Regions from separate parts of the Sus scrofa genome. Here region 2 is linked to region 1. Evidence: chromatin contacts called from public Hi-C data. All regions are on one chromosome and are shown on one strand. Each heading gives the region's core, a stretch centred on a gene start, on an enhancer-like site or on the middle of the called end of the contact. The rest is flanking DNA. Distances are from core to core; before and after follow the strand shown.

What was found. A called contact is a pair of places that touch in the nucleus more often than the background predicts.
Region 2: a Hi-C map of brain shows a contact between it and region 1, with 4 times the contacts expected there. The contact joins the promoter of CHST10 here to the promoter of PDCL3 in region 1. A contact is called at or near these places in 3 of 47 Hi-C or Micro-C datasets (brain, embryonic fibroblasts and epiblast stem cells).

What each region holds. Positions count from the first base shown.
Region 1 is chr3:53,691,692-53,694,421 of Sscrofa11.1, reverse strand. It overlaps PDCL3 (phosducin-like protein 3), which reads left to right and starts at 1,388. Exons shown (of 6, transcript XM_003124899.6): 1 at 1,388-1,552. The coding sequence starts at 1,547.
Region 2 is chr3:53,803,088-53,805,817 of Sscrofa11.1, reverse strand. It overlaps CHST10 (carbohydrate sulfotransferase 10), which reads right to left and starts at 1,316. Exons shown (of 9, transcript XM_021087174.1): 1 at 1,048-1,316.

The DNA of each region.
Region 1 (2,730 bases), core at 139-2,638:
ATAGAAATCTTTTTTTCCCAATTTCTTTTCTTTTCCCATTCTTACAGCTCTAATTTTTTTCCCAAGCCCTAATTATTCTCTCCAGAGCCAAGAGTGATGGAATGAGTGACAGAAGTTCTGGGGAGGTGGGAGGGACTGGGAACTGGAGCACAGGAGGAAGGAATCTTTGAGGAAAGTGAGAGAGGCAGCTTTCACCTTTCTATGCAGAGAAGTCAGTAGACTTTGAGCATCTGACTTGTTAATCTCCTCTGGAGAGAGGGAGCCTGTGGTGGAGATGAGTGTTGGCCTCCCAAAATAGCTAAGGCTGGAATGAGGCATGTCCACTCTAGTCCAGTGGATGAGCACTGGGCCAAACCCACTCCAAGCTAGCCTGATCCTGACTTTTCTGGTGAGACCAGGAAAATTCATTCACAGTTTGCTGCCAGATAAATTAAATGAATAAACAAATGTTTAAGAAGACCTATAATTTTGTAGAAAGGAGTTAGGTAATATTGAGAATCCTTTAAATGATTAAATCAGAGCTCCTTGCCTTCAAGGAATTATTTGATTCACTTTATACCAATGGTTGTGTATATTAGCAACACCTGAGATATTTAAGGCCCTATCAGTTCCAGGTCCCATCACTAGAGATTTAATTTGGGGATGGAGCCCCAGGGTAGCTGCAGTTTTAAAAGATTCCCAGGCGGTTCTAATGAAGCCAAAGCTTAGCGTCCTATACTAGCCTACAGATGTTATCTGTGTCTGCTTCCTTGACAGAAGGCGACCACTTAGATCAGGTGTCCAGGGAGGGAAATCGCTTTGCCACCCAGCCCTAAGTGTCCAACGAGGGGTATGGCTTTTTTAACTCAAATTCAGAGTGCTGCATGCACAGAAGCCTGGGGCCCAGCACCTGTATTTTACAACTCAGAGCGCAGATTTCTACTCAGCGCCTCCTGTGCAGTCCTGAAAGGGCTAAGCACTTTTGCAAATAGGGATCGCGTGGGCTCAACCAGGTGAAAGTACTTTCGCCTTTCCGTTTTTGTCTGTTGTGAGCACTGCTGTATGGACAGAGCCTAGCATAGTGCCTGGTATATAATCCGCTCTCAACGTCGTCGCTAAAAGGATAGTGAACGAATTCCAGGCAACCCAGCATTATTGTTAATGTAATACTGGATCACTGAAACGCATTTCTATTTGTGTTCCTGGGCCAAGACCTCCCATCCGATCTGGTCCGCAGCCAGAGAAACCGCCTCCACACCGGGTATCTCCCCACCTGACCCAGCCGTTCGGGGGCCGAAGACCTGCCCTAATAAGGCAGCGCGGGGAACTGGATCCGGTACTCGGAGGCAGACAGTAGGAGTGTCCTGCCTCGCACATGCGCACAGTTTCTGCGCCCGTTTCTTGAGGAGCGGGCGCAGGCTCAGAGGAGAGCGTTCTTCCTCCCTGGCTCCGCCCCGGTGGCTCCTGCGGGGCGGGGTGAAGGCCCAGCCGGCGGCTGCGCGCGTGCGCGGAAGAGAGCTGAGGGGCGGGGGCGCCGAGGCCGGCAGGGCTTGAGCGAGCTGAGACGATGCAGGTGAGTTAGCCGGTGGGTCGGGGGCGACGTTTGGGGGTTACGGCCACTCGTTGGCCCCGCTGGGTCTGCTGGAGGCGGGCTCTCCGGGCTGGGCCTGTGGGAAGCACCGGGCGCCGCGGCCTGGGGAGGCCACGCGAGACGAGACCCGCGCAGGCGCAGTGTGGGATGGGCGGGCGTGGTCCCGCGGGTCCCCACCCCGTCTGTCCCACCCCCAAATCTCGTTTGCGGGGCTGCCTTTCCTTGAGGTCACCTGGGGCCTGTGAAAGACACCCGGGGTACCACCTGGCGGAGTTACGTCCTCCGTGTTACCTATCTCAGCACCTGGGAAGGTGTGTTAGGACTCCTTGCGCGGATAGAAGCTGAACCTTGGAGGGGTCCCGCCTGGGAGTCCGAAAATGTAACAGTGGCGGGACCCGTGTTCCTGAGTACATCTAGGGCTGGGTGAAGGGTGCTTTCACCCTCTCCCCGCAGCATTGGTGTCCAGGTTCTGGTGCGCTCCTTTTGGACCGGGGGCTTCCAGAGCTCAGCCCGAGGGTTCCACTACCCAGTTACTTTCCGTCAAGAATGTATAGAACCAAATCCCCCGGGTTGGGGTGTTGTTCTTTTATGGTATGAAGAATTTGCTAGTGGAATTTGACTAAAACCCAAGGAAAATGAAAAAAAAAAAAAAGACACCATGGACATGGATGCTCTTATGAGAAAGTCTGACAACTGAATTTTGTCACTTTTGAAAGACCCTCCTCCAAAGGTCATTCTCCTGCCTCCCAGATCTCGCTGTGGTCATGGATTCTGATGAACTCACCCCTTACTCAGTGGCTGAAAGGCAGTGGCGTTAGTATGGATTTGGCTGGGGGCTGAAGGGGGTGATCATCTCCAAAAACAGTGTCTCTGCTACCAGCCTGACACTCAGAGATGGTGGAAAGGAAGCTCCATGGCTTCTCTGGCCTGCTTTTTGTTCCCTGTCCTTCAGGTCCCTGCTTAAAAGTTTCACTTCTTTAGAGGCCTTCCCTGACCGCCCTTTGAAAGGATTCTGTTTGTTTTTCTTTTGATATATCTCAGCAAGACCCAGGAGAAGGAGCTGGGGCTGGAGCCTGGTTATGCCGGTGCCCTTTGCACAGAACTCCTGGGTTTTGCATTCCAGACCAGGTCCATAAGCCGGGCTCCTGCCCCCCCCCCCC
Region 2 (2,730 bases), core at 67-2,566, 110 kb before region 1:
ATTTCCTATTAAGGTAAATTTCTTTTATTACCAGAGTAATATAACATGCCTCCTTCAAAATGCAAATCTGGTATATGTTCATCATCAAAGGAAGAAGCAAAGAATGTTCAGTATTTAAATGTGAAGGAAGGCCTATGACAATCACACTGTAAGCCACTGGCTAATGAGTGTCATTTTGCAGTATCTTTATATTTCCTCCAGGTAACTATTCCTTCTTTCTTTGAAATAAAAAGGATCCTAAAAGGTAGAGTAAATCTCAAGAAATATCACTGGGAAAACTTGTAGAGTTGAACCTTACATGCTATAGAAATGGAAGCTTCTTCTCAAAGTCATGGAATTCAGAATTAAATCCTGTAATTAAGTGAGGAACTGGGGTTCTACTACTGCTTCATGGTAATTGAATAGCTGCAGTACATGAGTTCAATCTTCCTAAATGGTGTGTTACTATCCAAATATGCATGTTATAACCAATTTTTAAATTTTGCAATAACTATACCCCCTTGCTTGCTTCAAACCATGTTACAAATACAATTCTTTGAGAGAGAGGAATATGATTTTACAAGCCAGCAGCTCCTCCTCATTAAAAAAAATTAAGAGTCTCCAGGACCTGGGGAGAGGACAGCAGCCCACAGGCAGAGCCCCAGCCCTACGCCATGGCGCCCAAGCCCCCCTCCCCAACCCTAAAACCCCGTTTTTTGGTCTCAACTCAGTGATCTGCCACCGAGCTGACTGCAGCTTGGGGAGGCTGAAGTACAGCAGAGGCCACAAAGTGATCCCCAGAGCTCAGGCTCCCAGCGGCCACAGCTCCCAGGCTCAGGCCACCAGTGCCCCCTGCCCCACCCAAACCCGGACCCCTCCTTTCCTGTCTCTGGTTCTCCACACCTGAACTTTGGGGGAGCTCCAGCCGACAAACGTTCTGACGACTTGCAGTGAACTCCGGCCCTGGCCACCCACCGGCCGGGGGGAGGAAAAGGAGGTAGGCAGGCAGGGAAGGGGAGGGAGCCGGCCTCCAGCGGGGTCGGGGGAGGGCTGTGGCCGGACACCTACCGGCTCTCAGAATCGTCCTAGCTGCTGCCTCCAGGTGGGGTGGAGAACTGTGCTCCTCTGTGGGAACAGCCTCTGCTGTGCCCTCTGCTCCAATGTAGCCGCTCGCGTGCCCCTGGTCAGGGTGGAGTCATGCCGCCAAGGCCGGCGGAGGCGGAGGGGGGGGGGCCTGCAGCACCTCCCCCTCCTACCCCTCCCGCGGCCCAAATTAAAAAACAGCAAAAAGCACCTCATCACCACCTGGAAGCCCTGTGCGGCTGGCGGAGGGCACAGCGTGAGGCTCGCGAACTCAGCAGGCTGGGCCCAGGCTGGGCAGAGCTGGGAGGCGGGGCCTGGCTTAGGGGAACGAGGTCCTGCAGCTGGTTTTCGCTGGGCTCCAGCTCTGGCTCACGCAGCAGCCTCTGCTGCCGCCTCTACATTCCCCCTCAGGCGCCGTCACTGCCGGGGCTGCCACCACGGCCGCCTCCAACGGCCTCCACCGGCTCTGCCGCCGCCGCCGCCTCTGCTGCCGCGCCAGCAGGGGCAGGAGCTCTGAATGGCTGCCAGGAGGGCTGCTGGCAAAACCTGACACTCCCTCCCGCCCCAGTTCCCCTCCTGCCTCTCGCCTCCCACCCACCTCCTCACAACCCCCCCCCCCACCTCCTTCCTAATGCAGCCCTGGCCACTTGGAGGCACAGGCTCTAAGGCTGGAGCTGCAGCCAGTGAGTGCACTTCCAGCTCTCCACACTCTGAGCTGGTCGGCCCGGTCTTCCTTTTTTTCTGCAACGTCACAAAAATAAATAAATAAGAGGGAAAAAAATAAGTTGATTTAAAAGCTGTTTTCCATAAATGTTCTACAGATGAGACTTCAGTTCATATAATTGAACTTCCAAAAAAAAATACAGAACACACATTTTTATGAAAAAGGCCGTGACCAGACCTACCCATCTCACTCTCTCCTACTGTGCACACAAACCAGGCTTAAGTACAGCTGGAGTACCAATCAGTAGGGGGATGAGGGAATCCGGGGGAATTAAAGCCCATAGCTTGGGAAGAAAAAAAAATTGAGTTCCTGTCGTGGCTCAGCAGAAACAAATCTGACTAGCATCCATGAGGACACAGGTTCAATCCCTGGCCTCACTCAGTGTGTTCAGGAGCCGGCATTGCTGTGAGCTGTGGTGTAGGCCAGAGGCTACACCTCAGATTCAACCCCTGGGAATCTGGAAACCTCCATAGGTCGTGGGTACAAAGCCTTTCAAGGACTTTCAGGAAGCAGGGGAGAAGGAGAGAGATGATATACACAAAAGGGGAAGCAGGGGCCATGAACAAAGGGGCATAAATTAGCTTACTGGGTCCCCACTTGTATTTAAATGAAAAGGCCAGGTAGGGTTTACTTGGTGGAGAGCTGGTGGGTAGTTTAGCACTGGAAGCTGCCTGGAGAAGCACAGGCCAGGTAAGCAGCAGTGAGCTGACCCAGCCTGGATGTAGGGCGGAGTTACACCAGCCTGTGCATTCCAACCTGAAAAGGGATGGAAAAGTGATGGAGGAATTCCCATAGTGGCTCAGTGGAATCAAACCTGACTAGCATCCATGAGGAGACAGGTTCAGTCCCTGGCCCCACTCAGTGGGTTAAGGATCTGGTGTTCTGGTGAGCTGTGGTGTAGGTCGAAGACACTGCTTGGATCTGGTGCTGCTCTGGTTGTGGTA